4 separate regions of the Mus musculus genome follow, and all the other regions are linked to region 3. A link is a contact called in public ChIA-PET, HiChIP or PLAC-seq and promoter capture Hi-C data. All regions are on one chromosome and are shown on one strand. Each heading gives the region's core, a stretch centred on a gene start, on an enhancer-like site or on the middle of the called end of the contact. The rest is flanking DNA. Distances are from core to core; before and after follow the strand shown. Region 1 holds the start of Dapk3 (death-associated protein kinase 3). Region 2 holds the start of Map2k2 (mitogen-activated protein kinase kinase 2). Region 3 holds the start of Rexo1 (REX1, RNA exonuclease 1). Region 4 holds the start of Hmg20b (high mobility group 20B).

What was found. Promoter capture Hi-C pulls out the DNA fragments that hold promoters and counts their contacts. ChIA-PET counts read pairs in DNA pulled down with a chosen protein or histone mark. HiChIP or PLAC-seq counts read pairs in DNA pulled down with a chosen protein or histone mark.
Region 1: a contact with region 3 is called in a FOXA1 HiChIP or PLAC-seq map of pancreatic cancer cells. The contact joins the promoter of Dapk3 here to the promoter of Rexo1 in region 3. A contact is called at or near these places in 3 of 39 promoter capture datasets (liver, neutrophils and pre-B cells) and 1 of 115 datasets of contacts at active chromatin or transcription factors (pancreatic cancer cells).
Region 2: an RNA polymerase II ChIA-PET map of memory CD8 T cells shows a contact between it and region 3, with 56 read pairs. The contact joins the promoter of Map2k2 here to the promoter of Rexo1 in region 3. A contact is called at or near these places in 3 of 39 promoter capture datasets (embryonic stem cells, liver and pre-B cells), 1 of 484 Hi-C or Micro-C datasets (embryonic stem cells), 4 of 115 datasets of contacts at active chromatin or transcription factors (bone marrow-derived macrophages, cardiomyocytes, embryonic hindbrain and 1 more) and 2 of 9 other capture datasets (macrophages and pancreatic islet).
Region 4: a contact with region 3 is called in a promoter capture Hi-C map of erythroid cells, with 6 times the contacts expected there. The contact joins the promoter of Hmg20b here to the promoter of Rexo1 in region 3. A contact is called at or near these places in 2 of 39 promoter capture datasets (erythroid cells and liver).

What each region holds. Positions count from the first base shown.
Region 1 is chr10:81,181,538-81,186,328 of GRCm38.p6, reverse strand. Dapk3 (death-associated protein kinase 3) reads right to left here and starts at 3,322. Exons shown (of 9, transcript NM_001190474.1): 1 at 3,233-3,322; 2 at 2,254-2,353. The coding sequence starts at 3,245. It overlaps Eef2 (eukaryotic translation elongation factor 2), which reads right to left. Exons shown (of 14, transcript NM_007907.2): 13 at 4,704-4,791; 14 at 3,820-4,440. The coding sequence ends at 4,247.
Region 2 is chr10:81,102,399-81,107,196 of GRCm38.p6, reverse strand. It overlaps Map2k2 (mitogen-activated protein kinase kinase 2), which reads right to left and starts at 1,282. Exons shown (of 11, transcript NM_001347144.1): 1 at 959-1,282. The coding sequence starts at 1,050. Mir5615-1 (microRNA 5615-1) reads left to right here and starts at 2,524; the gene lies at 2,524-2,583. It overlaps Mir5615-2 (microRNA 5615-2), which reads right to left and starts at 2,581; the gene lies at 2,522-2,581.
Region 3 is chr10:80,559,615-80,564,414 of GRCm38.p6, reverse strand. Rexo1 (REX1, RNA exonuclease 1) reads left to right here and starts at 2,855. Exons shown (of 15, transcript NM_025852.3): 1 at 2,855-3,151. The coding sequence starts at 2,995.
Region 4 is chr10:81,347,583-81,352,720 of GRCm38.p6, reverse strand. Hmg20b (high mobility group 20B) reads left to right here and starts at 2,294. Exons shown (of 9, transcript NM_010440.3): 1 at 2,294-2,587; 2 at 3,233-3,341; 3 at 3,632-3,835; 4 at 4,105-4,225; 5 at 4,689-4,735. The coding sequence starts at 2,550.

The DNA of each region.
Region 1 (4,791 bases), core at 2,073-4,572, 620 kb before region 3:
GTAGCTCTGGCTGTCCTGGAACTCACTTTGTAGACCAGGCTGGCCTCGAACTCAGAAATCCGCCTGCCTCTGCCTCCCAAGTGCTGGGATTAAAGGCATGCGCCACCACGCCCGGCTACTTGCAAACTTTATATGCCCCAGTACAGGGGAACGCCAGGGCCAAAAAGGGGGAGTGGGTGGGTAGGGGAGTGGGGGTGGGTGGGTATGGGGGACTTTTGGTATAGCATTGGAAATGTAAATGAGCTAAATACCTAATAAAAAATGGAAAAAAAAATTAACAAGGGCTGGAGAAATTGCTCCTGACTTAGGAGCACTGACTGCTCTTCTGGAGGTCCTGAGTTCAAATCCCAGCAACCACATGGTAGCTCACAACCATTTGCGATGTGATCGAATGCTGTCTTCTGATGTGTCTGAAGACAGCTACAGTGTACTTACATATATAATAAGTAAATAAATCTTAAAAAAAAAAACAAATAGCCCGGCAGTGGTGGCGCACGCCTTTGATCCCAGCACTTGGGAGGCAGAGGCGGGAGAGGTGGCTGAGTGGTTACAAGCACTGACTGCCCTTGTTGGTTCACAGCCATCTGTATTGAGAGCTGGAGCCCTCTTCTGGCACGCAAGCATCCATGCAGCAGAACACTGTATTCATAATAAGTCAAAATAGAAATTAAAAAAATAAAAACAGAGATCCAGGCAGCAAGTGTACAGAGTGGCAGGCCTGGGGCCTGGGTCCACCTACCCCAACACCATAAACACTTTATGTAAATTACACAGGGTGCCATGCATGGGTTATGCACAAATACATCCTCATTTGCTAGATGAGCATCAATGCCTGTGAGGAGCTCAGGATCCTGGACCCACCCTCAGAGTGTTGACTACGTAAGGGCTAAATTGTCCATACTTACCTGTCAGGGTGAGTTGGTGTGTGGTATGTGAGAAGGCCTCTGTGTTTCTTTCTGTGTTTTTACAAGTTTTGCTCACAGAGACCAGTGGGAGTGTCAGACTCCTGGAGCTGGAGTCACAGGTGGTTGTGAGCCTCCATGTGGTTGCTGGGAATCGAACCTAGGACTTCTGCAAGAGCAGCTGGTGCTGTAATCACTGAGCCGCCTCTCCAGTGTCCCATCTTATGTTTCAGTCTGAGTCTCACATCCCTGGCACGAGATGTCCCTACTTCCCTAGCAGTAGGCTCATAGATGTGACCAGCACATGACAGGAACATCGCTGAAGCCCTACTGGGATGGCAGCCGGGAGGTTCTCAGGGGTGGGGGCTGGGGTGGGGAACTCCAGAAGGAAGTGGTTCAGGGTCCCTAGGCAGGAAAACTCCTCCTCAGCCTGCCTAGTACTGGGAAGGTTATTTACATTCCATGGGGATGACATCATAGGGCGGGCCTTGATGCCCCCAGAAGGCTGGCCCAGAACTCACCAAATAAGGTCTGAAGCCCCTTAGAAAGAGGAAGGGCCTGGCATGAGGAGGTGGGAGGGGGAAGAGGGAGGGGGCTCCAAAGCACGGACAGGCATGAGAGCTAGCCTAGAAAGAGAATCTGGCTTTCTCAAGAAACACCAAACAGAAAACGGTGTCCTGAACCATCCCGGCACTGGGGAGACACCAGTATAAAAGCATCCATGTACAGAACTCAAGAAAGGCAGACCCAGCAAGTCGTAAAACAGCCTGTGCAGTGTGGTGGGACATCACCCAGGGCTGCCAAGGACTCCCTGAGCTCAGTCCCTGGAACTGGCTCGCATGGGAGAGGAGAGCACAGACTCCAGGAAGCTGTGCTGTGACTAAGACACATATGCACACAAAATATAGTAATTACATAAAAGAAGTTCAAGGCCAATCTGGGGGACATGAGAGCCTGCCTTTAAAAAACCAAAATCAAAATCAGCCAAGGCCAGGGTGGTGGTGCAATCCTTTAGCTCCAGCACTTGGGAAGCAGAGGCAGGAGGATCTCTGTGATGAGCAAGTTCCAGACCAGCCAGGAGTACATAGTAAGACTCTGTCTCATGGGGGAAAAGAAGAAACCGAGCTGAGAACAATCCCATAGCAGACAATGCTCCGAGGCACTGTCCCCGGCTCAGGGGCAGCAGCTACAGGTCTCTGTGTCTCTCTCCACAGAGGACACGAGAGAAAAGGAACTCAGGTTCCCTGTCATCTGGGAACCTGAAGTCTGGCGTGGTACCACCAGAAAACTCTGTGGCCACTGCTTCAAGACACTGAGGAGAGGAAGGGCACCCACCTCCCACGCCACTCACCTGCCAAGCTCCTCTCCCATCTCATAATGGTCCTCAACATCCTCTTGCCTGAATGTGGACATGGCGGCTGGCCTTCTGAAGGATTCTGGGGACACAGGAGCTGGAGGGACAGAGGAAACAGGAAATGTTTATCACGGATCCGACTTCTCCCAAGAGGCTTCCCCAGCATATGTGACACACAATGCCCCTGCCCCAGATTTTCTTTGGTCATCTACAGCCTCTACCCACAATTTGGTCATGGTAGAGCAAACCTGACACCCCACACTGGGGAGCGGAGGGCTGCACGGCTACGAGTTCAAGAGCATACTCAAATACTTGGTGAGTTACAAGCCAGCCTGAGTTCCATGAGACCAGCTCAAGTGACTGGAGAGATGGCTGAGACGGTAAGAGTGGGTGCTGTACTTGCACAGTCTCCAAGTTCAGTTTCCAGTGCTCACTAGTATCTCTAACTCCCAGGCCTGATGACCTCTAACGCTCTCTTCAGGAACCTCAGGTACCTGCGGGCACTGTGACACCCCTCTCAGAAACAAGCATAGATATAACTAAAAGAAGCGGAACAACATCTCTCAAGCAGTATATATATATATATATATATATATATATATATATATATGTACAAAACTATAAAACACAATACAGTGTCAGGTGCCCTTTACCCTAGCACTCAAGAGGCTGAGGCTGGAGGATTAAACAGAGTTCCAAGTCAGCGTGGGGTTCTCTACTCGAAACACTTCCATAGCGTCCGGCTCTTGAAATTCCTACCTAGCTTCCTCACCTGTCAATCATGCCCACCAGCACCCCGGAACTCAGGGGTGTCGCCGGAAACCTGACACATGCGCAGCAGTGTTGCTATTCCTAGAGGTCCACCCCTCGAGATTGGAGAAAGCCATGCCCCTCGCGGGTTCCCTCCCCTCGCTCCCGCCCTCGTCGCGTGTCCCTTGGGTCCCAACACAACGTCCCGGACCCGGCCCATTCGTACCGTCCTCAGCCATCGAGTCCCCGCCCGGTGCCAGCGAGGCCCCCGCGAGAACCTCCGGTACAAATCCTGAGACGGCATCTACGCATGCGCTGACAGCGCAGGGGCACACCTCCGCAAAACCCGAAAACCAGCGCTCATTGGACTACGACTTTAACCGGAAATTGAATGCACACGCTCATTGGTTAGCATCTGACCTCTCAGCGGAAGCGGACGTTGACTAGTGACGTCATCACCCAAGGCTAGGCGAGAGTCCAGTGCTCATTGGCCAGCCTGACAGATTCACAGGAAGGCTCGACACCGCCCTTGTGGAGCACATCATTATTGGGCTCCTGGCTGATGATTGGCTAACGCGAGAGGCTGAAAGCCAATAACCTGGAGCCGGGTATGCGCAGACCAAACCCCTGATGTGCAGGTCTATGGAGTGATTCAAGTTTGTGGAATGGACTGAGGCAGTACTGTGAACTCACAATAAAACCCATTCTGTCGCACGGGGTGCAGTGTGTGTGTTATGTGTGAATCACCGCAGGCCACCTAAGGGTAGCCAGATACCCTGAAAACCAGGAAAGCGTGCGCTGTACAAAACAGAGTTGCGAGCACATGTGGATCAACCACTGTAGTTTATTACTCCAATGATTCATTCCCACAGCCGGGCTGCAAGTCTAAGGCAGGCTGCCTGCCTTCCTGGAGGCACTTACCCCACCTCCCCCTCTGGGGGAACTCCACTTGGCCATGGACCCCAAAAACCTCTGAATGCATTTATTTAGACTTTTGGACATCTGCGCGTTTCCCTCTGAAAATGTTAAGAGCCGTGTCCCGCCCACCCCACAGCCTGCCAGTCCAGCCTGCAGAGAGATTCCCGCTATCTTGTAATTCCGAAATAAATAGAATTGGTAGCAAGTGAGTGCTGAGTGATGTCAGGGTGGCCCCAGCAGCCTCTAGAGGAGCACTGTGGGACAGTCTCAAGGTGTCTTCTGATGGGTGGGCACTGTGCAGCATGTGGCAGTATCAGGCTGCCTACAGTTTGTCCAGGAAGTTGTCCAGCGCTGGGATGCCCTCTTTCAGGCCCTTGCGCTTGCGCGTCTCAGCTACCACTTGGCTGGGGCGGCTGCTGTTGTCAAAAGGATCCCCAGGCAGGATCTGCCAGTGGTCAAACACGCACTGGGGGAAGGCCTGGCCGCCGGTGTTGGATCGCAGATCAGCGGTGAAGCCTAGACAGAAGACAGGAGACTCAGGTGACTTCCCTGGGGGGGTGGGGTGGGGGGGGGACATGCTTAGCTGTCTTGCCACCCCTCCCAGGAGGGATTCCTGGGTCCTTTGTTTTGGTTTCTCTGTGTAGTTTGTAGCTCTGTCTTTCCTGGCACCCTTAAGCAAGCTGGCCGTGATGACAGAAATCTGCTTCTGTTCTGCACCCCGCAGCTATATTACACAGGCCTTGCAGGTTATCTGCAAACCCCAGGGACCAGACACTCACCAAAGGACTCATTGACAGGCAGGTATGCCTTGACCACAAACATGGGGGTACCAGCCACCTGGGACTCCTCAAACACATGGCCACGCTT
Region 2 (4,798 bases), core at 33-2,532, 540 kb before region 3:
CCTTGCTTCTTCCAACAGGTTCCTTCCCTCTGCCCCTGCAAGGCCAGCCTTGCCTCCTCAGACAAGTCATGCCTTCAACTGCTCCACTCACCTGGTACCCAGTCTTAAGCGCTAGGCTAGGCTACCCCGCACGGCCTCTGTTCCTCTAACCATACCACACCTCACACACACACACCCGGAAAGCCTCACTGCTCCCCTGATTCTCCTGGCCACCTTCAGGACGTCTTCTTTCTTGGGTCTCCAATTGCCCTGCCTCTCTTCAGGCCCCTCTCCTTACTCCAAGTCATACCTCTCTCTAGCTCCCCTTTCTTGGTCCCAACACCTGCAGGACCTGCCCCCCTCTTGTACCCACGCCGCCCCCTTTGCCCCCTGTTTCCCCTTCAACAGCAGAGATTTTCCCAAAGCCATTCTCTCAGATCCCTGCACCTTGTCCCCATCCCTACCCTGCCTCAGGCACTGCTACTCTCCAGACCAACTTTTCTAAAGCCAAGTTCCGGCCGAGGCCCCGCCCCTCTACGCTCACAGGACTCAGGGCTCTCCCCTTGGGCCACGCCCCTCTCCCATCTGGCCAACCTGATAAGACCACCAGCCTCACTGCTCTGGCCCCGACCCCAACCAGGCTTTTGTTCTAGTCCTCAAAGGCCACGGCCCTCTAAGCTCACAGGCCACTCACCTTAGACCACGCCCCTTTCCCCGGGCCAAGCTGACACACCACGTGACTCACCCAACTGGCCCTGCCTCCACCCCCCCCCCCACAACCCCCTCCATGCCCGGACCCCCAACCAGGCTTTGTTCCAGCCCTCGAACTCCACGCCCCTCTCACCTCCATCCACACCATTCTCAGGACCAGCCCCTGTCCTCCCGGGCGCTGCTATCCCTTCAGACCACACCCCCACTTGTGGTCACGCCCCCTTCACGCCGAGGCCCGCCCCTGTCCTCACACGCCCCGCCTACTCACTCAGAGGCGCCCTCGCTGGTGGGGGACGGGCCCTCGGCGATGGTAGGGTTGATAGTGAGTGCCGGTAACACCGGCTTCCTCCGGGCCAGCATCGGGGCTCCACGGCCAGCGGCGACGCCTCAGCCGGGGCCCATAGGGGGCGGCGCGACGCGGGCCCGGGGCTGCGGCCTAGGCCGGGCAGAAGGTGGAAGGCGGACGAGCCCGGAGCGCCGGGGCGAGCAGACCGACGCCGAGGCCGAGTGAAGCTGACGCTGCAGCGCAGCCGGGAGGTCGGGGAACAGGGGGCGGCCACAAGCTCGCAGGCCGAGCTCTCGCGAGATCTTTTTCTGCGAGGTCCCGCCCTCAACCGAGGCGCATGCGCGAGGTGGCTCCCCGGCCTACTGTAGAAGGGCAGAGGCGGACGCTGTGTTTAATGTTTGCGGCGGTGCAGTCGTCTGTCTGTACGATCAGCTTCCCGGGGTCGGCTGCGTGTGCGTCTCAAACGCGGGTGGGGTTACACACGGCAGGACCGCGAGGAGACAGACCTGCCAGCATCAGTCGACTCAGACTTGTTTAGTTTCATATATTTTCCTAGATTTGGCCGCTGGGACCGTAGGCCTGAGCTACCTTACCTGCTTCCTGCTTTGCTGCGGCCCCGTGTCCTATAGGCGAGAGCGCTACCCACTGAGCCCTACTTCCTGCTGTTTGTTTTGTTGCTTGTTTGTTTTTGTTTTTATTTTGAGACAGAGCCTCAGTACCCCACCCACACTGTTCTCGAAGTTACTGTGTTGTCCAGGCTTCACCTCCACTCCCTGCAATCCTCCAGTCCCAACCCCTAGTGTTTTACTGTTCTGCAACAATCCCATAGCCCTACAGACCTTTCTCACGGCCCTTCATTGAAGCTCGGGTATGGGTAATACATAAATTCCCTTGGTCCCCATCCCTGACGGTCACCATTTCAGTGTGTGAATCCGAACACTTCTTGTGGTTAGGGTCACTTATGTCTGGCTTGTTTTTCCTTTGCCCTCAAGGTCCATCCACAATGGTTTGGATGGCAGGGCTCTCGTCCTTTTCCTGGCCAAATAGCATTCCATTGTGTAGACATACCACTCAGGGCTGGTTCTTTGTCCAGGGTCACACTCTTGGAATTCAGAGTGTACAGATACATAGTAAAACCCCTGCTCTGGGCTCTTGAGCAGGCACATGGAAATCAGACTTGCAGGGTCTTGCTCTGCAGCCCACGGTGGCCATGAAGTTTGTTCTGAGTGACAGCATCTCACAAGGAAGTTCTCCGCGTTTTTTTACCTCTCAGATGGTAAAGATGAAACCCACCAGGGAGGCAAGCAGGCTTTCACCTGGCTACAGCCTTTATTCAGTTCAATGACTTTGAGAATGTATTTTTTTGTTACAATTTTGTGAGAACAAACCATTTTATTTTTTTAAGGTTTATTTACTTATTTATGTATGAGTACACTGTAGCTGTCTTCAAACACACACTAGAAGAGGTCATCTGATCTCATTACAGATGGTTGCGAGCCACCATGTGGTTGCTGGGAATTAAACTCAACACCTCTGGAAGAGCAGTCCTTGGTTGTTTTCTGAGACAGAAAAGAGTCTCATTTTCTGTCTCAGAAAACAACCAAGGACTGGGGTGTAGCCCAACAAGGGACCACTTTCTGCGGCTGGTAGTGGAACCCAGGTGAGTGTTCTGCCCAGTGGAGCCTGCCCCGCTCAGTTACTGTTTTATAAGTCTGTGGATTGTTCCCAGGCCAGCTGCTAAGGAGAAGCTGGGGAGAGACCTGGTTTACATCTGCCTTCATGCATCATTGCAGACAGAAGTCCGGGCCTCAAAACACCATAAATGTCACCACAGCGGTTTCCCAATCGAAAATCCTTGTCCACCAGCTGCACATGGAGCAGATCTAGGCAGGGGCCTTCCCTCTCTTTCTACTCTGTAGAAAGGATTGAACTCAGGGCCTCAGGCTTGGGTGCAAGCTCCTCTGCCCGCTGACCCTCTTGCCGATCCCAGTTGTCCGTTCATTTGTCAGGAGTATCCTGCCCTGCTCACTGGATGCTTGCACTTCAGATATGTCTGGGGTCTCGAGCTCTGCCTTGTTTTCCAGCAGTCCCCGGGAACATGCCCTTATTCCACTTCAGCTCCATGTAATCTTTATTGACCCGCAATGGGACATAATAAACGCACTGTCTGCGAGGTGCAACTGCAGGAACTTTTACAGCAGTGCACACCTGTGGAGTTATTCCCCTCTGCGCTGGGCATGTCCTGTGTTTCGGGATTTGACTTCTGCCCACAGTGGGCAGGGTGCAATGGTCACGGTTTATCTGAGCTTGTAACTAGGAAGGACCCTCACATCCCAGAGAATTGAGGAATAGAAGCAAGAACTTCATGGGCTCAAAGGCCATGTCTTCATGAGAGCAGACAAGGGCAGCACTGGTCAAGAAAGACCTGTCTCAGCCCAAGTCAGCAGGTGTGGTGGCCCATGCCTTTAGGACCCAGATCAGGCGGTAAAGGCTGAAAGATCTCTAGGAATTCAAAGCCAACTTTGTCTACATAACCAGTTACGGCCAGGTGGGGCTGTGTACTGAAACCCTATACCAAAACAGCAGCAGCCAAAAGTATACAGGGCCTCCTAGGATCCCCAGTGAGAGGCTGGGGACATGACCAGAGGTGGAGCCTCTGCCTAGAATCCCCCAGTGAGGGTCTAGGGGCCTGGCCAGGGGTGGAGCTCCAGGAAGCCCTGGGCTTAACTCCTAGTACTAAATAATAACAATAATCATGACAATATTAATAAGCCACGGGTTCTGTGATCCCTTTGAAGTTCACTGGTTCTCACTGCTCCTTGATGAAGACCTCTGGCTATGCTTTGGTTGTGTTTTGTGGCTCTGACCTAGTCTGAGAACAAAAAGGCTGTCAGAGGTGTATTTGTCTCTGTTCAGCTCTGTGGATGTGGTGGATGTGGGTTCCATATGTACCCCGAGGGTAGGGTGCTGATCCCATTGTCTAGCCCTTCACAGGAGGTTTTATGGCTGGGCTCACAGGGCACCTCACACCTTGCCCGCTGCTCCCTGGTTTTACCACTTTGCTGGCGACCTTTCCCAGCCGTATCTGAGTCCTGACTTATCACCAGTTCCAGAAATATTCTGGGTACCTTAGTCCAGACACACGGGGAAATAAATATGTAATGGTGTTCTCAAGAATGCTAACTCAGCCGGGCGTGGTGGTGCACGCCTGTAATCCCAGCACTTGGGAGGCAGAGGCAGGCGGATTTCTGAGTTCAAGGCCAGCCTGGTCTATAGAGTGAGTTCCAGGACAGCCAGGGCTACACAGAAAAACCCTGTCTCGAAAAACCAAAAACAAAATAAACAAAAAAAAAAAACAAACAAATCAAAAAACAAAACAAAACCTTTAGTACTTTGTGTTCATGTGTGAAGGACATGTGTATGTCACAGAGTGTGTGGAGGTCAGAGAGCCACTTGTGGGAATGCTTGCCTTCTACCCCACGGGACCCTGAGTGGACCTCATGTCTGCTGCCTTAACCACAGCACCATTACTCATTGAGCCCTCGCTGACCCTCCAGCCCCATTTATAGTGAATGACAGTGACTCATACCTTTCACCATTTGGGAGCAGTGAGGTCAAAGGGCAGTGAGGGTGGATGGGAAGGTGTGTGCACCTGTGTAGCTATTGGGGTGCAGCCTGGGCTGTAGGCCAGCCCAGGCTGTATACAAAGACCTAGCTCCAAATGGGTATGGAACATGGGTCTGAGTGGGCAGAGCTCACAGCACACAGGAGGCCCTAGAACCATGTTAGCACTACATAAAACAGGTATGGTGGTGATTCTTG
Region 3 (4,800 bases), core at 1,606-4,105:
TGATGAGTTGGACAACAGCGCCAGATGCAGAAAGATTTGGATCTTTCTTTCGAACTCCCGGGTGAGTGAGCAGACAGGTGCTGTGCTGCAGGTTGTCTTGCCGGGACACCAGCTCTGGACCTCTGGTCTGACAGAGGTCGGAGATGAGACATACATTATCCTGATAACTATATTCGCAGAGGCTGAGTTATATGTGACAGTACTGAGAAGTAACCATGCCTGGGTCGGCTCCCTTTGCTCTTCTACCGTGCGTGAGAAGCAATCTCTGTACTGTTTCAGGCTCTTTGCCAAATAACTTTGTTGGGAAAAGGCCACATCTGGAACACCTCTTGCTGATCTTGGTGCCCTGCTGCTAGGCTGACTGTATTTCTATAGAGGGACCCTGCCTTGGGGTCACCTACAGCTCCTGCTTTTGGACCCCAAATTACAGCTGCCCTGTCACCGCCCCCTTCAGTTGTTGATAATAGTTGTATAAAGGCACACAGAATATGAAAGTGCACTTAAACCTCATTTCCATGTATAGCTCAGCACCATGAAGCTCATTCGAAGGCTATGCTTCAGCTTCCACCATCCATCTCCATAGCTCCCAATCTGACGCTCTGGCTCCAGTGATTCCAACAATGTCCTGGGGAGTGGGAAGCTGAGGGAGTCCAGAGATGTTGAAAAACATCTTTATTGGTGGGTGGTGGTGTGGCACGACTACAGTCCTGTCACACAAGAGGCAGAGGCAGGCAGGTCTTTGTGAGGTTTAGGCCAGCCTGGTCTACAGAGTGAGTTCCAGGATATCTAGGGCCACACAGAGAAACTGTGTCTCAGAAAAACAAACAAGCCAGGTGTGGTAGCACACGCCTTTAATCCCAGCACTTGGGAGGCAGAGGCAGGCAGGTTTCTGAGTTCGAGGCCAGCCTGGTCTAGAGTGAGTTCCAGGACAGCCAGGGTGATACAGAGAAACCCTGTCTTGAAAAAACAAAACAAAACAAACAAACAAAAAAAACCCCAGAAAAACAAAACAAAACCAGCTTTTATTTATTTTAAAATACCAGTTTCCAGGTAACCCAGGTTGGCCCTGAGTTCTCTGTGTAACTGAGAATGATCTGAGTCAATCTCTCACCTCTATTTCCACTGTACTGAGACTATAGGTGTGTTCCCACCTCTGTCTCCACTGTACTGAGACTATAGGTGTGTTCCCACCTCTGTCTCCACTGTACTGAGATTACAGGTGTGCTCCCACCTCGACCTCCACTGGACTGAGACTATAGGTGTACACCACCAGAATTGCTTTTGAGGCTGTGTAATAACCCAGGGCCTATGTCATATGTTCGTCATGCACCAGTGCTTATCCAGGTGACTTCTCTCTGTGAGAATTGTTAAATGCTGGTAGAATACCCTTCCAAAATTGCATGTGTTGGCTCAAGTCTGTAATCCTAGGATCCCAGAGGCTGAGGCAGATGGATTTTATAGATTTGAAAATGAGATGAGCCTGGAGTGCAGAAGGAGAATCTTTTAAAATAAACACCAAATAAATTGATTAAAAATTTAAAAAGCAGGCGGCCATGGTGACTCAGGCCTGTAATCTTAGCATTTAGGAAAACTGTCAGAAGTCCAAGATCAGTCTAGGCTACAGTGCCAGACCCTGTCCAGACAAACAGAAAGAGGGGTTCTGGGGATGTTGCTCAGTGACTGGAGTAACTGTCTAGCAAGCACAAGGCTTTGCGTTTCATCTCCAGCACTGTGTAATGGGCAAGTCCATCCAGTCTGTGTTACATGAGACCTTACCTCAATCAAAAGCAAAACAGAAAAGCGGTTGGGGAGAGGGCTCAGTGGGTTAGAAAGCTGTGCACAGGTCTCAGGACCTGAGTTCTAATCCCCAGCACCCATTTAAAGCTGGGTATGACCAGGTGAGTGCCACCCTAGGCTTTGGGGTGGAGGCAAGCAGATGCTGGGAGCTTGCTAGCCAGCCTGCCCAGCTGAAGTACTTCAGTGAAGAAGCCTGTCTTAAAGGAAAGAAAATGGAAGACTAAACAAAGGGGTGGGAAGCTGTATGCTCCTCTAACCTCTGCATGCGGGTGCACAGTGTCGCCTCCCTCCAAACACCCCAGAACAAAGCAAAAACAAAAAAACAAAAAAACAAAAAAAAAAAAATCAAATATATTTCCAGAGTGTAGCTTAGTTGGAGTGCCCTTGTCTAGTGTATGTATCTAGGCACGGCAAAAAGAAAAAAGAAATGCCCCACTGATACCCCTCGTGGTTAGGTGACTATTTGAGCATCAATTAGGTAGGTTTCTCAGGATAGGCACCTCAGCCAATTAAGACCCTGGCTAGAGAGTTGGCTCAGTGGTGAAGAGCACTTACAGCAATTGGAGACTTGGGTTCGGTTCCCAGTACTCACATGACCGTTCATAACCATGAGTAGCTCCAATTTCTGGGTATCCAAAGCCCTTTTCTGACTTCAGCGAGAATCAGAAACACTCATGTTGCACATACATAGAATTAGAAAGTAAATCCTAAATCAAACAAAAACCCTGGCCGTGAAGCTCTCCTCGTCCTCCGGGGGGCGCACGACGGCCTTATATAGCCAAAGATTACAGCGGAGACTCGCGGTGCATTTCCAGCCAGGCGCACTCTGGACAGCCCAGGCTTCTCAGGGGCTTGAGGCTCAAGATTGCGAAGCTGCACCCGCGAAAGTCCGGTGCCGGAAGGTTCTCAGGACCAGAAGCATATAATCACGCGTTCTTTAAAGCTTCTCTTGTCCTAAGCTTCGGGTCTTCCGACGGCTACAGTTCCGCGGGAGACGACATTGTAAGCAGGCGCACTTCAGTCAGCCCTTCCCGGCGTCCCTAGCGACAGCGTCCCGGGGGCCTCTGGGGGCCTCGGGGCAAGATGGCGGCGTCGGCGGGGTCCGAAAAGCGCGAGCGGAAGCCTCCGGGGCGAGTGTGAGGAGGGGTCCCGGGGTCCCGGGTATCTCCGGGCCGGGGCCCCGCTGCGGAACGGACCATGCTACGTTCTACCGGCTTCTTCCGCTCCATCGACTGCCCATACTGGGCGGGAGCTCCCGGGGGGCCTTGCCGGCGGCCCTACTGCCACTTCCGGCACCGCGGAGCTCGGGGTCCCGGCGCTCCCGGTAGCGGCGGCGCAGCATCTCCTGCATCAGGTAAAGCCCATAGGACCGCCCTGGGTCCCACAGCCCGCCCGTGCTACATGTTTCCCTTGCTCAGCCAGACCGCGCACTGTCAGATTGCTGTCCCTCTCCTAGCTGCCATCGCGATGCTGTGCAAATGTCTAGACCTCTCTGGTCATTAAAGCATAAAGACGGTCACGACGGAGCGAGAGACCGTGCATCCCCGTCCCCAAGCTAGGGGACTTGGTGCAACTCCTCCGGTTCTTATTCTGTCCACCTTGTTCCGAACGATATATCATTCCCTCCCGTCACCACGCACGCCACCCTGTGCGCTTGTGGCATACCTTGTTTACGAACGCGACAGTTTCCTGGGATGAGTCCCCCCCCCCCCCCCACTGTCTCCAGTAGTTGGATGCACAAGGCCATAGGGGCACCTGCTGTTTGTCGAGCGGAAAACCCCCTTGCCTTGAACGGGTGTGGACTTTGAGCTTGGCAGGGAGCATGTCGCAATTAGTGTGATGACATTTTGAAGAAGGCCTCAGGGATCAGGCAGTGTGTAGGAAGTATTGTATTAGAGAAAAGACATTAAGGTTTTGTTATTTGTCTTTTGTTTGTTTTTACTGTTGTAGGCCAGGCTAGTTTTGGACCCAGGACCCTGAAGCTGCAACCTCCTAGGTTCTGGGATGGCCCTAACCGGACCCTTAGGATTCCAATTGCATTTAAAGAAGACATTGGAGAGCCTAGAGAGATGGCTCCGATTTAAGAGCACTTTCTGTTTTGGGCTGGGCCTGCTGCGTGCACACTTTTAGTCCCGTTTCTCTAGAGGCATTGCCGGGTGGACCTCTGAGTTTGAGTCCAGCCTGGTCTATATAGGAAGCCTTGTTCCAGAAATCCATAGCCAGTGAGTCCCTGTCTGAGGGGTGGGGGCCACGCTTGCTACTGTTGCAGAGGCCCTGGATTGGGTTACCAGCAGCCACATGGCTGGTTTGTAAACCCAGTTCCAAGGCACCAGCCATGTGTGGTGCAAATGCAATCACCCAGGCAAACTCTCATGTGGATGAAATTAAAAACAAAAACCTTTAAAAAGTGGCATGGCACCCAGGTATGGTGGTGCATGCCTTTAATTTCAGCATTTAGGAGGTAGAGGCAGGTGAATCTCTTTGAGTTTAAGGCCAGCCTGGGTTACATATGTGGTCATCTCTAAAAGAGAGACAGGGCATTGTTGACTAGAGTACCGTTTAGTCCCCTCTGGTGGCCTCTGTTCCTTAGAAATGGCTTGGTGAACTTCACCACTGACTCCACCCCCAGGTCCCAGGTTTATTTTAGACCACTCTCTCTCAAGCTGTTGTCTTTTATTTAAATAATGGTATATATATATGTGTGTGTGTGTGTGTATATATATATATACATATATATATATATCGAGCATTTAAATGGATAGATAGGTTCACTGTGTAGCCCAGGCTGGCCTCGAACTTGAGGTGATCTTCCTGCCTCTGCCCTCTGAGAGTTTGAGGGCCAGGCATGACCTGCCACATCTCTTGTTGTTGGGTCCCCATCCTCACACATACATTGGCCTAGGACACCTGCACTGCAAGTGGCCCTTTGACAACTCTGTGTGTGGTGGTCAGGCTCCACACCTGGCCGCCATTGTCCTTGCCGGGTCAGCCGGGGACTCAGCC
Region 4 (5,138 bases), core at 1,045-3,544, 790 kb before region 3:
TCCCTAGTGCTTCCCAGGGTGAGTTAAAAACACCATAAACACCGGGCAGTGGTGGCACACGCCTTTAATTCTGGCACTTGGGAGGCAGAGGCAGGCAGATTCTGAGTTTGAGGCCAATCTGGTCTACAGCCAGGGCTATACAGAGAAACTCTGTAGAGCAGGCTGGCCTTGACCTCGCGGAGATTCACCTGCCTTTTCCTCTGGAGGGCTGGGACTAATGGCGTGTGCCATCACCTCCCAGCTTCTTTCTTATTTATTTATTTATTTATTTTTAATTGTCTCTGAGAGGCTTTCACTATGTAGCACAGGGGACTGGAACTTACAGAGATCCCCTGCTTCTGTCTCCCTAGTGGTAGCATTAAAGGCAGGTGAGCCCACACCAAGCTCACAGCCAGTGATGAAGGCTGAGACTCTGTTCAGGGTAACTGTCAGGCTGCTCCCTTCCTGGACCACCTGTAGAAACCTTTGACCTGTGCCTGGGTCCCCACAGCCGCCTGTCATTGTTTTACCCAAATGCTCTTCTATCTCTGTTGTAACAGGAAGCCCAAGTTTGATCAAGCCTAACCTTATCTAAGAAGCTCTATCTGAACTGTCACCTGCTTGAGAGGAGCGGCTCAGAATCCCCCAGCCTGTTGAGTTTGGGGGGCGTCACTTGCACCTGCCATTAAGATAGACATAAGCACATGCTGCATGTGTAAGCATGTGTGTGGTCCCATAAACACATGCTATCATTACAATGCGTCACCTGGCCAACATTACCCCATCACAGAGTTTCAGTTTACAAACAGCACGGGAGGACTGAGCCCACGACCGCAGTGCATGATGGGATGGAAACACCCTAACCCTGCCCCAACCCCTCCAGGGGAATTATGGGCGGGGCTCCACTCTGACCACACTCCCAGCCCTTAGTGTGGCTACCAGGAATCGAACTGGAAGAGCAGCAGGTTTTATTTAAACCACTGAGCAATATCTTCAATCATTTGTTTTTAAAAAGATTTATTTGGGCTGGTGAGATGGCTCAGTAGGTAAGAGCACCTGACTGCTCTTCCAAAGGTCCGGAGTTCAAATCCCAGCAACCACATGGTGGTTCACAATCATCTGTAACAAGATCTGACACCTATTATTTCACGTTTATGAGCATTTTCCCTGCATGTAAGCCTGTTTGCTTGCCTAATGCTCAAAAGGGTAAAAAGAGGTCTCCTGGGACAGTTACAGATACTTTTTAGCAGACAAATGGGTGCTGGGGATCGAACCCAGGTTCTCTGCAAAAGAAACAGGCACTCCTAACCATAGAACCAACTCTCAGTTTCTCTTTTACTGTGGGATGTTACAGAAGACTGGAGTAAAATCACATTTGGCAACCTAGATGTGTGGTGCTGTCTCTTCCATTTGGATAATGCGGATCAAATTCAAGTTGTTGGGTTTCTCTGTAAACCCCTTGGCTTGCTGAGTCAGTCCGCACTGACCTTCAAAATGATTTTTTTTTTTTTTTAATGAAAATGCTCTTAGCCCAGCTTCTATCTCAGATCTAGGTGTCAGCCTCCCAGCCTGTTACTCCTCCTATGGTTCAATGTACCCCTTGGTCAGAGAGTAAAATCAAGGTTCCACGGGAAGGGAAATCAGTGCCTGGTGGTCATTTCCCCAGTCCTCCGTTTATAAAGCATACGTTCATTTATTGATTTAGGTCTGTGTGTGATGCACATGGCACAGCACACAGTGGAGTTCAGAGGACAACTTGCTGGAAAACCATTCTCACATTCCACTTTGTGGGTTCCGAATGCAAGTCGTCCACTAGGTGGCGAGCACCTTCAAGTGCTGTGCAATCTCACCAGACCCATTTTTTTTCAACGTAGTAAGAAAAACTACACCTGGCCGTACTGCAGGGGCGGGGGGTGCCTCTTTGGAACCTAACTCCTTCCTTAGAAGCCTACTAAAAACGCCTCTTCTGCCGAATATCCCCGGTCCCCATCTCCACACCCTAGCTCACCGGTCAGAATGGGGACTACTGGCCCTTTAAGGAGCTCCGCCCCACAGCACGCCGCCAGTCGCCTCCGATTGGTCCCGAGCGCGCCGGAGCGCAGCCGAACTTGACGCACCCGCCCGCAACCTGCCGACGCACCTCCCACGCGGCTCCGCAGATCTTCAGCCAACCACCGCCCGGCGCGCCGAGACTAATCTGCATGACCCCACCTCTCATGGAGGCCTCAGCCAATTAGAGCGCTATCCTTGGGTTCATTAGCATGAGGGCGGAGCGGGCGCGGGCGCTTGGTTGGACCGTCGCCGCGTCTCAGGTCCCGGGAAAGTTTTTTCAGAGGTGAAAAGAGCCGGGAAGTCCGGGCCTGCGCGGGGCGGGGGCTGCGGGGCGCGGCCTCCGGGACTCGATCTCGCAACAAAGGATCGCGGGGCCTCCTGCCCGAGGACCTCCCCGCCCCGGGATCCGCCTCCCCGGTCCGGGCCCCCCGGGGATCGCCCTGCGGTTCCCATCGAGGTGGCAGGCAGGACCCCCTGACCTTTGCCGGCTTCTGTTCCAGATCCCGCCCGGAGTGGCCATGTCCCACGGTCCCCGGCAGCCAGGCGCAGCCACCGCGTGAGTGCGCCTCCCCCAGCCTGTCCCGACCCTGGATAAGCCCTGTCCCCATCGTCGGGTACCCCTGGAAATGCCTTGTGTCCATCTCGAGTACCAGGGGTCATGCCCTGTCTCCACCCCGGGTACTCCTGGACATGTCCTGTCCTGCATCCTTGGGAACTCTTAAACATTCCCTATATCCACCCTCGGGTACCCCTAAACACACCATGTCCACGCTGGGATCTCTGGACATACCCTGTCTCATCCTCAGGTACCTCTGTGTACCTCTGTTTTGGGAACCCCTGATCCTGTCCTGTCCCTATACCCTACCTACCTTATCCCCACTACAGGAACTTCTGACCATGTCCTGTCACCCTTCGGGGATTTCTGTACTCCCTGTAGAACTGCCAAGACACCCTATGGCCTTCCTCACTATCTCATCTTCCTCCCAGGCCCCAGGACCAACTCACCTCGTCCTCCGTCCCCACCCCGCCAGTGGCCTACTGTGATCCTTGGATCCTCAAACTCTGGGTCCCCACCCCCTTTTTCCAGGCTCATGCGTGCTCCCACATACTTCTGTGATCTCCAATGACAAGAAGGGGATGGGTAGGTATGGGGGAATGATTTTGGCACTGATGGATGACGCTGGTTTCCATTGTCCCCAAGACCTGCGGGAGGCAAGACTCCGGGCCAGCACGGGGCCTTTGTAGTGGCTGTCAAGCAGGAGCGCAGCGAGGGTTCCCGAGCTGGAGAGAAGGGGCCCCAGGAGGAGGAGGTGAGTCCCCATCTGAAAAGCCTGGCCGGCCGCTGGCTCAGCAACACATACCTCACAAATCCAGACTATAAGATCCTCCCACTGCCTAGCAAGAGGCCACACCCCAGCCTAGCCTGTCAGTGGCTTCAGCCCCACCCCTAGGAGGCTGTCTTGGTGCAGGACCCGTAGGTTCTCTAGAGTTCTGACCCTTGATCTGCCGACCTACCACTAGACTAGGCCCCGCCCATATGCCCCAGACCCCCACCCACACTTCCCAGAGCCCCTCCCAAGGACACAGCCTCCTCCTGCAGCCAGTGAAGAAGCGAGGCTGGCCCAAAGGCAAAAAAAGAAAGAAGATTCTCCCAAATGGGCCCAAGGCCCCCGTCACTGGCTATGTTCGCTTCCTGAATGAGAGGCGGGAACAGATTCGCACCCGCCACCCGGACCTTCCATTCCCGGAGATCACGAAGATGTTGGGCGCCGAGTGGAGCAAGCTGCAGCCGGCAGAGAAGCAGGTAGAGACCAGAGAAAGGGGTGGCAGAAACAGGAGGATCCCTGGGCAAGCCCCATCGGTGAGAGACCCAGGCCCAAAGAACAAGGTGGAGAACGTCCAGTAGTCCTGGAGAAGGGACCCTCTCTCTGTGGGTTGGAGGGAGGAAGGGAGGCAAGGGAGGGGTTACGAATACATCAGTATGAGGGGAGTTGGGGGCCTGGCTCTGGCCACATCTGTGTGCCTACCTTCGTTTGGGCTGGCCCTAGTTTGAGGATGCTGCCCCCCTCCTAGCGGTACCTGGATGAGGCAGAGAAGGAGAAACAGCAGTACTTGAAGGAGCTGTGGGCATACCAGCAGTCAGAGGCCTACAAGGTCTGCACTGAGAAGATTCAAGAAAACAAAATTAAAAAAGGTGAGTGAGCCAGGCAGTAGTGGTGCACACCTTTACTCCAGCACTTGGGAGACAGAGGCAGGTGGATCTCTGCTTTTGAGACCAGTCTGGTCTGTAAAGTGAGTTCCAGGACAGCCAGGGCTACCCAGAGAAACCCTGTCTCAAAAACAAACAAAAGCCGGGCGTGGTGGCACACGCCTTTAATCCTAGCACTCGGGAGGCAGAGGCAGGCGGATTTCTGAGTTCGAGGCCAGCCTGGTCTACAGAGTGAGTTCCAGGACAGCCAGGGCTACACAGAGAAACCCTGTCTCATAAAACCAAAACCAAACAAACAAACAAACAAACAAAAACCCAACAACAATAAAAGGAAAGGTGAATGGGCCCAAACTCCCCTCATAAGCATAAAGGTTTATGTGGGGCCGTCCAGGTGGGGCCTCTGGACTGGGAGGGTGCTGGCTGACCTGCCTTCCTCCCTCCCCACTAGAGGACTCCAGTTCTGGGCTCATGAACACCCTCCTGAATGGGCACAAGGTAAGGGCCTCTCAGTCCAGAAGTACTTAAGAGAGAAGATACCTACCCCCAAAGCTAGTGTGTTCCATAGATAAAAGCAAGACCACTGTGGAGACACAGTGACTCTGTGGTGGGGCATAGCTTAGTGGTGAAGTCATTGCCCAGAATGCACAGAACCAAGGGCTCTACCCCCACCACCACCCACCCACCCCACCATGAGAGGGCCTCATGTATAGAGTGCTGACCTGGCATGCAGGAAGCTGGGGACTCCAGCGCCACTCAGAGTTAAGAACACTCACTGCTCCTGCACCCCCTTGGGTGTGAGCACAGACACCTCTAACTCCAGTTCTGGGGCATCTGCTAACCTCCTCTGGCCTCTGTGGATAATGCATGCACATGGGAGACACACAATACAAAGGAAATA